Linked DNA regions of Rattus norvegicus: region 1 is linked to region 2. Evidence: chromatin contacts called from public Hi-C data. All regions are on one chromosome and are shown on one strand. The core of a region is the stretch at or near the end of the contact, and the rest is flanking DNA. Distances in the headings are between cores, read along the strand shown.

Evidence for each region. A called contact is a pair of places that touch in the nucleus more often than the background predicts.
Region 1: a contact with region 2 is called in a Hi-C map of liver, with 6 times the contacts expected there. The contact joins the promoter of Htatsf1 here to the promoter of Mmgt1 in region 2. A contact is called at or near these places in 4 of 12 Hi-C or Micro-C datasets (frontal cortex, liver, mammary epithelial cells and 1 more).

What each region holds. Positions count from the first base shown.
Region 1 is chrX:139,969,775-139,974,194 of GRCr8, forward strand. Htatsf1 (HIV-1 Tat specific factor 1) reads left to right here and starts at 2,968. Exons shown (of 10, transcript NM_001108259.1): 1 at 2,968-3,169; 2 at 3,358-3,599. The coding sequence starts at 3,414.
Region 2 is chrX:139,456,457-139,461,025 of GRCr8, forward strand. It overlaps Mmgt1 (membrane magnesium transporter 1), which reads right to left and starts at 1,713. Exons shown (of 4, transcript NM_001106970.1): 1 at 1,500-1,713. The coding sequence starts at 1,578.

The DNA.
Region 1 (4,420 bases), core at 1,718-4,217, 510 kb after region 2:
CTCTCCTGGGCCTAACACTTGAGAAATAATTTTATAAATGTACCAGGCTATGGGCCTGAGAGAGAGCTAGGCAGTTAAGAGTGCTCCCTGCATAAGCATGAGGCCCAGACTTTGGATTCCAGCACCCACCAGCCAGATGTGGTCCTGTATACACCTGTAATTACAGCACAGAAGGGGGTTGAGATAATAGGATTCCTGGCACTTGCTGGCTGTCAGCCTTGCTAGAAAAGACAAAAAGAAACCAGAAACCCTGGGTTCAGCAAGAGTCCATACATCAAAAGGAATAAGACAGATAGTGATAAAAAAAAAAAAAAGATACATGACACCTTCCTCTGGCCCTAACATACGTATATGATCAATAAGTAATTAGAACCCTAATTTTATTTTACCTCATGCCTTTCTGAGAGTGTGGGCCCCCCCTAAGTATCCCACAACCCTGGCACATTGCCTTTGAGGGGCTAGGCCTATCTTCTTTCACTAAGGTCAGATAGGGCAGCCATGAAGAATGAGCGTCCTGTTTGGTACATAGTCGCTAGGGGTCCTCGTTCCAGCCGAGGATAGAACTCCAAGTTTAAAAAGTATCAGGCTACAAAAGTCAAGACAGTACTTTCCTGTTTCACAAAACTAGGCTGCATGAGTTAGTGATGAAATATGTTTAAAGTAACATCTTAGTTTTCAAGGGCATCAGCTCCCTCCACTTTTTTTTTTTTTTTTGGTTCTCTTTTTCGGAGCTGGGGACCGAACCCAGGGCCTTGTGCTTCCTAGGTAAGCGCTCTACCACTGAGCTAAATCCCCAGCCCCATCCCTCCACTTTTGTAGCAGAAAACTGTGATTAAAATTTACGGGTTTGGGGGAAATGAACTCATTTTCTTTCTTGGGGTTAACTTTATTAGGTGCCTATAATAATAGCCACAATTACATTGTTTTTGTGAGATATTTCATTTCTTTAGTGAGAGTTCTAGATAGGGAGAGATTTGGACAAAGGCAAAACATACTGTGAACATGTCCTAATTTTGCTCAAAATTTCGAATGTGGATCACAGCAATACCCTAGGAAGTAGGAAAGTCACAAAGTCATGTACAACCACAGCATATGCAGAGGGGAAGTGCCCCCAATTTAACCCTGTACATCTTCTGTAAGCAAATTTTGTTTTTAAGTAATTCTGTGTTCATATTACCTTAGGTTAAAGATACATCAACCTTTTTATCAGAAGAAATCCCCTCCCAACTAGGATTAGAGATTACAAGATGTGGGGACAAGAAAACTCCCAAACATAAGGATAGATGTATGTGAGCGTGTGTGTGTGTGTGTGTGTGTGTGTGTGTGTGTGTGTGTGCGCATGCGCGCGCACGGCGTTAAAAGTGTGTGCCATGTGCAATATCATCCAGTGCACTATCTCTTCTATTGTAAACATACTCCTGAATGAAATGGAAGCATAATAACAAATTAGTGAAAAGTGCTGTATAGTTTTCAGATCAAAGCAAGACCTACTTAGCAGCATTTAAAAGAACCTAACAAAATCCACAGCATGCATATAAATTCAGTTCTCCAATAGTTCTACTAAAAACAGAACCTCATAAAAATAAATATATTTGGAAACAAAAAATACTGTTTTATTTTTTTAACATCGTTAACGTGGGATCAGATTCAGAGATTTGTGAGGAGCCAAGATGTTCTAGAACCTAGCTTGAACCACTGTGTTTACAAACAAAGGTGACTGGAATGGAAATAATTTCTAAGAAGCTTTTCCCTACAGTCAAGTCTTGATTATAGTACTGATGTCTACATGTATAGTTTATTGCTACTTTTAGTGATTAAAATTTTACTTGCATAGTTAACATTATGGCAACAGACGTTGTTGTTTGTTGATAAACGTAGTCCACACACCAAAAAAAAAAAAAAAAGCTGTTTAGAATTGTCTAGTTTTTGAGTATTAAAGGATGCTGAAAACAAAATAAAACAAAGTAATTGCTGCTGTCCAGCATCTGGTGCTTCCACCCTATTGTTCGCCAACTATAATTGAACCTCCCTTGATCTGTCTTCTCAGCAGCTGCCTCAGAATCGCCCCCTGGCACTTAATAGTTCAGTAAATGCCTGTCTGTTTTAAAAATATGGACCTCTTCCCTTTTCGAGGTACATGAAACATCTAAGAGAAAAGTCCCGCTTTTCTTAGTAAGGCAGTAGGCTGTCTTACTAAGAAACAAGGAAATGGGGCCACATGGTTCATCTCCTATTTGTACAAGGGGATGTTTACAGTCAAGCTTCAAATTCCAGGCTGGAACACCTCTGACACGTTGCAGTAAGCCGCAGGCAAAAGCTACTCTCACCTACTGCAGTCTGAGGGTGGTACCAGAAGCATAAAAACGGGGTGAGATTTAGCTCAGTGGTAGAGCACTTGCCTAGCGAGCGCAAGGCCCTGGGTTCGGTCCCCAGATCCGGAAAAAAAACAAAAAACAAAAAAAAAAAAAAAACGGGGTGAGATTAGGAAGCGATGGCTTCTGCCCACTTTTCTTTCACTCCTTCTTCACTAGACGCCAAACAGTATATTAGGTGTTTGGGTTACTAAGGTGAACAAAAGCCGCGTGTACCCTAGGGCAAGCATTTAAAAATAAGTAAACCCTTGGCTTCTGCGCAGGGGCGGGGATTTGCGCGAAGGAGGCGCAAAGGTTTCGCGAAGCGGGAGAAACTTGTCCCACGGTCCCACCCACCTCCCCAAGATGGCGCCTGCCGCAAAGCCCAAACACAGCCAGCTCGTCTGGAAGAGTTCCGCGTCCTTTTTCAGGCAATCGCTGCGGCGAAATTCGTCCGGAGTGCAGAGGAGCCCAAGGTTCCCGAGGTGCCACGCATTTCTGCAGGTTGCGTCTCTAAGGCGAGTTACCATTAAGTATGGACACGCGGCGGCAGCCAGGCTTTGAAACCCCGCCCCTGTCCGCGCAAGCGTCGCGGACATATGACGCCACGTGGGCGTGTCGAGCGATCCTTACGTCGCCACGCGCGGACAATGGCGACCGCATCAGTCTGAGGCGGACTTCGTTCTCAAATAGTTGCCTGACGTGGCGGAGGAAGCTGTAGTGCCCCCGGAGCCAGCCGCGGCGGTAACCGCGCGCTTGCGCGCTTCCGCCTCGCCCTAGACCTAGCGGTGGCGTTGAGACCCCGCGGAGTCCGCCAGGTGGGTGGCGGCGACAGCGCTGGCAGTTTCTAGACGCATGCGTGCGCGAGTGGGGCGGGCAGGAGGGCGGAGTTGGGGTGGTACCGCTTAGACTTCCCAGGGTCTGCTGGGGCGCTGCGGGAGGCGGCCGGGGAGTTGCAGTGCACGTTCTGAGCTCTGCAGACCTCTCTTTCTCTGCTCTCTTCCAGCGCCCTTTTGGCCTCTTCACTTCTCTGACCGTTGTGTCCGGGACTACGTGAGAACCATGAGTGGCAGCAACTTGAGCGGGAACGATGAATTTGATGAGCAGTTGCGAATGCAAGAATTGTACGGAGACCCCAAGGAAGGTGACACCCAGAATGAGCCCTCTGGAGAAACTGATTCTTTGGGACAACCACCAGATGACACTCCCTACGAGTGGGACCTTGATAAGAAGGCTTGGTTCCCTAAGGTAAGAGAGTAGCTTGAGTCCCACTGTGGAGCGGGACATAGGGCTCCCTGACCACCTTTGCGGGACATCCCTCTTATGTTTGCTCCGCTGAAGTACTTGGTCTTTGAACTGGTGGTTGGTGGCTAGTCTGTTCAGTCTATTGCAGCCCCGATGTATAAAGAAAAGTAAATCTTAGAGTGGTGCCTTAAGTGTGTTTTTTTAATGTCTTATTAATTTGTGTATGTGTGTGTGTGTGTGTGTGTGTGTGTGTGTGTGTGAAGGTCACAGTTCATTTTTATCTGGATATTTTTACTGCAAAGAGGAAAAACACCAAGAAAAACACATTAATAAGAGTTTTATCCTGTATAACCAAACTTAACTTACGCTTCGTGTACATGCTTGTGCCTAATGTAGCTTGTTGATTTACCGGGTCAGAAAGCAGTCATTCAGCTCATTCTGCCGAATAAACTTTTCTTGATTCTTGTTTTGTTTTATTATTCTACTAAATTTTGTTCCAGGACATCTAAGTTTGGACCCTCTAAGCACAGGAGTATGACTAGGAATGCGCAGGAAATGGATGAAAGAGAACTCTACATTTGTTTCCGAGTACTTGGGAATTGCTAAGTGTTTAGTTTCAGCATGGAAATAACACAACTGGTGTTGAACCCGGTGTTATAAACTGTAGGGTGAAAGTACTCTGTTAGTTTTAGCCTCATGGGAACTTTGGCATCAAAGGGTACTAACAGCACACCAAGCGATTGGAGAGCCAATCACACACAACTTTTCTCCATTGTGCAGGGGGATTGATTGTTGGTTCCAAAATTCTTTATTTCAGCTATTCT
Region 2 (4,569 bases), core at 463-2,962:
TGAACATGTTCCAACACCATAGGATGCTGTCTGCTGCCACAATTTCCCATGACACAATTCGTGTCAAAGGGAAACAGCAGTCTTTTGCCAGCATGAACAGTACAGAGGTCTTGCTTCAGTCCACAAGACATTCTCATTACTTGAAAAATATAAAAATCCAAATTTCAATTCTACATCAAGTAGGACATCTACTTCTAGATTAAATAGGACAATTCCCACTTTATAATGTACTCTAGGCTTAAAATGTCCAAGCAGTTTTGTGTGAATGTGTTAGGGCTGTTTAAAAAGTATGTATGCAGGCAGAATAGATTTGAATTTACAGAGCCTATAAGGACAGGGTAAACGAAAAATCAATCCAATATCAAATGTCCTTTGGATTAACCTTCTAATGTCACACTTCTAGCTAGCTTTCTTGTTTGAATGAATTCAGCTCTGGCTCTTTAACACTATCTTCAACTAGGCATTTCTTCATTGGGGAAATAAGAACTCCAAAAGGACTTCAAGCAAGGGCCTTCCTTTCTGTGTGACTGTATATTAGATCCAAAGCTTACTTTGAAAATAACCAGTACCCCAGTGTATCCTATTCTCCTCCAGGACAGTGCTTCACAAACTAGTGTGCACATAAATCGCCCAGGGATTTATTAAAACGACTATTCCGATTCAATAGTTCTGAGGTGGAGCCTGAGTAGACACTAACAAGCTCCCAGGTGATGTCCATGATGCTGCTCTATTGACCACACTATGAGCAGCAAGGTTCTAAGGCACTTTTCCCGGGGTCCCACCAAATTACCACTCCCCATGAACATTTATGCATACACATATACACCCCTTTCCCGTATCCATATTATCTTACTGTAATTATTTGTTGGCCCACTAGCTTTTCCACTAGCCTAAGAATTCCCTTAAGGAAGCACGGTACCTCTAGTACATAAAAGCAGAAGCAACTTCAATTATTGATCTGAGAAAAAAATTAAAACCCCACCATACAGCACGTTATCTTTTGCCCAAGGTCACGCAGATTTAATAGTTAAGCAAAATTTTAACAACCAACCTTTTAAACCAGTCCACTGCTCTTTCCCCGTGTCACAGTGCCTCCCTGAGGCAGTCGGTCACTTAACTTCTCAGTCTCTGCCTGGACAGCAGAGTGCCCAGGATCTAGCTGTCACGATGCCACATGCATTTCAAGTTCTTAATTCTACACTTTGTCTGAGCTGCTTTATGCTACATCTGACATCTCGTGTCTTGAGTCCTGGGACAGACTCCTGGTTTGAATTCTTTCTCGAACATCAGCAACCTCTTTTAACCATCCTGAAATCTAGGTGTTCCACAACCCTCCAATTTCAAGCCTTCCGTTGAGGACCCTAAATTGCTTTAGTTACCCCAACCTAAAATGTCTCTAAACACCTCTTCTGCACTGGGTCCAACAGTCCTTAGGGGAGCGCCCCCACACAGCCCCTGGTGTCCCTCACGCGAGCAGTCCCCGTTCGGGAGGCACTTACGCTGCGCAGCTGAAAAGGCAGCGTGGGCTAGGGCAAAGAGCCCGACGCCTACAAGCCCCTTCCACAGCGATGGCGCCATGATTCAGAAGGAGCGGCAGCCCAACAAAAGGAGACGAAGGGCGGCTGAGGTATTCCTTCTTTCACCGGCGGGCGTCCACGCGGCGCAGAAACATGACGTCACCAAAGCCCTGGGCGCGAAGTGCCGGTAGCTGCCAGACTCAGAGAGCAGTGAGAACGCGGAAAAAGGAATGCCGGGAAGAAGGAGAGAGCGACACGGAAAAAGGTCCTGCTGCCTCCTCCGCGTCTGCGCAGTGCAGTTTCCCTAAGAGAGGTGGGGCTGAGTGCGGGGCGTGGAAGAACAGGCCAAGCGAGACCAATGGGAAGATGAGGTAGAGCGTCCGCAAATAAGCACGGGATTTGGAGAAGGGGCGGGACTTACGGAAATGGCCTGGGAGGAGAAGAAGGTGGGGCTGGTGGCATTGGTAAAAGGCTGTAGGTGTAGAATTCAAAAGCCTGGTACTTGGTATTTGTTAATTGGCTAATTTAATTGCTTTTCCTTCGAACAGAGTGCTTTCCTTTCAGTAAGCCTTTCCTATGCCTCTGACCTCAGAAAACTGGTACTGTGGCAGGTTGCTAGGTCATTAACGTGAGGAAATAAATAAAGTGGAAAGGGTAATAACTTGGGGTGTTGGAGCCCTGAACGCTTGGCGTGCTGGGGACTCTCAAAGAATTAGTTCAACTTCTTACCTTTCTACTTTACGTTTCTATGAGCAAGATCCACACAAAAGAGAGTGTAGCACAGCAGGACTGTTTTGTCAAGAAGAAAGCTAGCATGTATTAAGGAGGAGATTCGAGAATAAGGGGATGCATAAAACATAGTCTGATCAGCATACAAATGTAACCTTTCTCCGTTTTTATCTTCATCTCCTTAAATGTAGGCATTCAGAAATGAGGTGTTTCCTTGATCTCTTTTCATTCTCCTCTCTGTTGACAAGCTCGTTAGTTCATTCCCACTTCAGACCAGCTTAGTTAGAGCAGTGATTGCGAATCAACAACATTGCCTCAAATACCGTTAACTCCTTAGCTCCAGGTCAGCATTCCTAGCTACCCACTGCTGGATATTAATTTGTGTGTGAATAGATCCTGCGGGCATGACATTTTATGGCCAATTGTAACCTCAACTCTATATAAGTTACTTCAGTGCCCCTGGCTAAGTGGCACAGCTTTGTAAACTGCATATCACAAAGTAAATGTATAGCAAGATTACTGTTCTTTCCCTTCACTCTCCAAAGAACTGTAACATCTGAATCCATTGACTCATCAGTACCTGGTCAGTCCTGCGGGTCCTTACTATGCCTTTTAAATTTGAAGCATTCCCACTTGTGATCTCCTTATTCTATCATGATCTTATATCACCTTCTAAACTATGTTATTTATTTATTATATTTGTTGGGTGACTATTGTTTGCTGCCTCTCTTCCCACTCTGGAATGAGAGCTGCAAGAAGACAGCTTTCTCTCTGTATAGAGCATGGACAGGAAAGCAGCAGACATTGAGTACAAACGTGTTGAATGAAGGATGAGTAAACGGTGGCAAAGAACACAGAGTGATTTTGTCACGGAAAGGATCTTTACAGAGGTTCCACCTAGTATTTTGAGTTGACTTTTAAAAATCCCTGCAGTCTTTTGATATACTTGGGTTTCTTCAACTTGGAAAAACTGGATCCAGTCAAAATAAGTCATAGTTATTACTGTTCTCTGGGCCTTCTCCACACAGTGCTTAATCAACATCATTTCAGTATCATGCATTCCTTACAAAAAGAGAACTACCACTGAACTTCATGATTACACAAGCCAGCTAATCACTATTTAGTCAGCAGGAAAATGAGACGTTGCAATATAGAAAACATAGTTTTTTAAAACCCATCAAAATTTTGTTTTAGCTTAAATAATGGTCACATTGAGATGGAAATAAAAACTTTCCCACATATCCTAATAGCTTATCTGAAGTGGAAAATGATTAATAAAAGGCTAGAGGGTTTTGAACAGAGACAGGTGAGGAGTGCAGAGGGGAGGAGAGGAGAAGAAAAAGAGACTGACTCTCACTCTGCAGGCCTCAGAATCATAATTGAAACTTTTGAACTTTATCCTCGCAACCAATCAATGCTGGGGCACTTGGCATGTAACACTATGAACAGCTAAGAATTTTCTGGAAGTGTCTGAGCTCTGGGTCGAGAGAGAGAGAGAGAGAGAGAGAGAGAGAGAGAGAGAGAGAGAGAGAGAGAGAGAGAGAGACACCCACTGAGAAGTTATTTGTATAAGTCACCAGTGCATTTTCCTAGGCTTCAGAGAAGTGGCTCGGTTTTGCTTCTCCATTCACTTAAGATATGTTTGCATCCATCTGCATCAATCATGCAGCAGTCCTCTCCTTGACCTTTATCAATGTATCAAGTACCAGAAAACTAGCCTAGGTTTATGTTTTCTAGTCACAAACTGTTAAATCGAGTTCATGGGGCTTGCTTGAAAACAGGGTCTTGTCACAGTGCGCAAGCTGGCTTCAAACACTTGGGCACAAGTGGTTCTTCTGCCTTGCCCTCTACAGAAACTATAGGACTATAGATACATGTGGACCACCATGCTGTGTAATAACATTTCAATGGTCTATGTAGATTCCAACTTGAAGGGAGATCAAGGTGTTCATAAATAGTTATTGAGAAATGGATCATACAAACAGGTAACTAGAATGTATTTCAACATGATTCAACAGTTTGGGGTTAGTCCCAGAGTACAAGATGAGAATACCAAGAGCACTGTTATCCTGAGGTCTTAAAACAAAATTCAAACTGCCTGGGACACAGTATTTAAATTCCTATGTGTCCACAGAAATGCCTTAGCTAACTATCCATTCCTGCAAAAACAAAAAATAAAGCAAAAACAAAAAAAGACTTTCCACATGTACCATGGATTAATGATACAGAGGTGGGAATAACGATAGCTAAGGTATTTATAGAGAAACATTTTCCAGGCTAATCTAGAGACTAATCTAGGTTGGCTAGGAAAAGTGTCCCAACA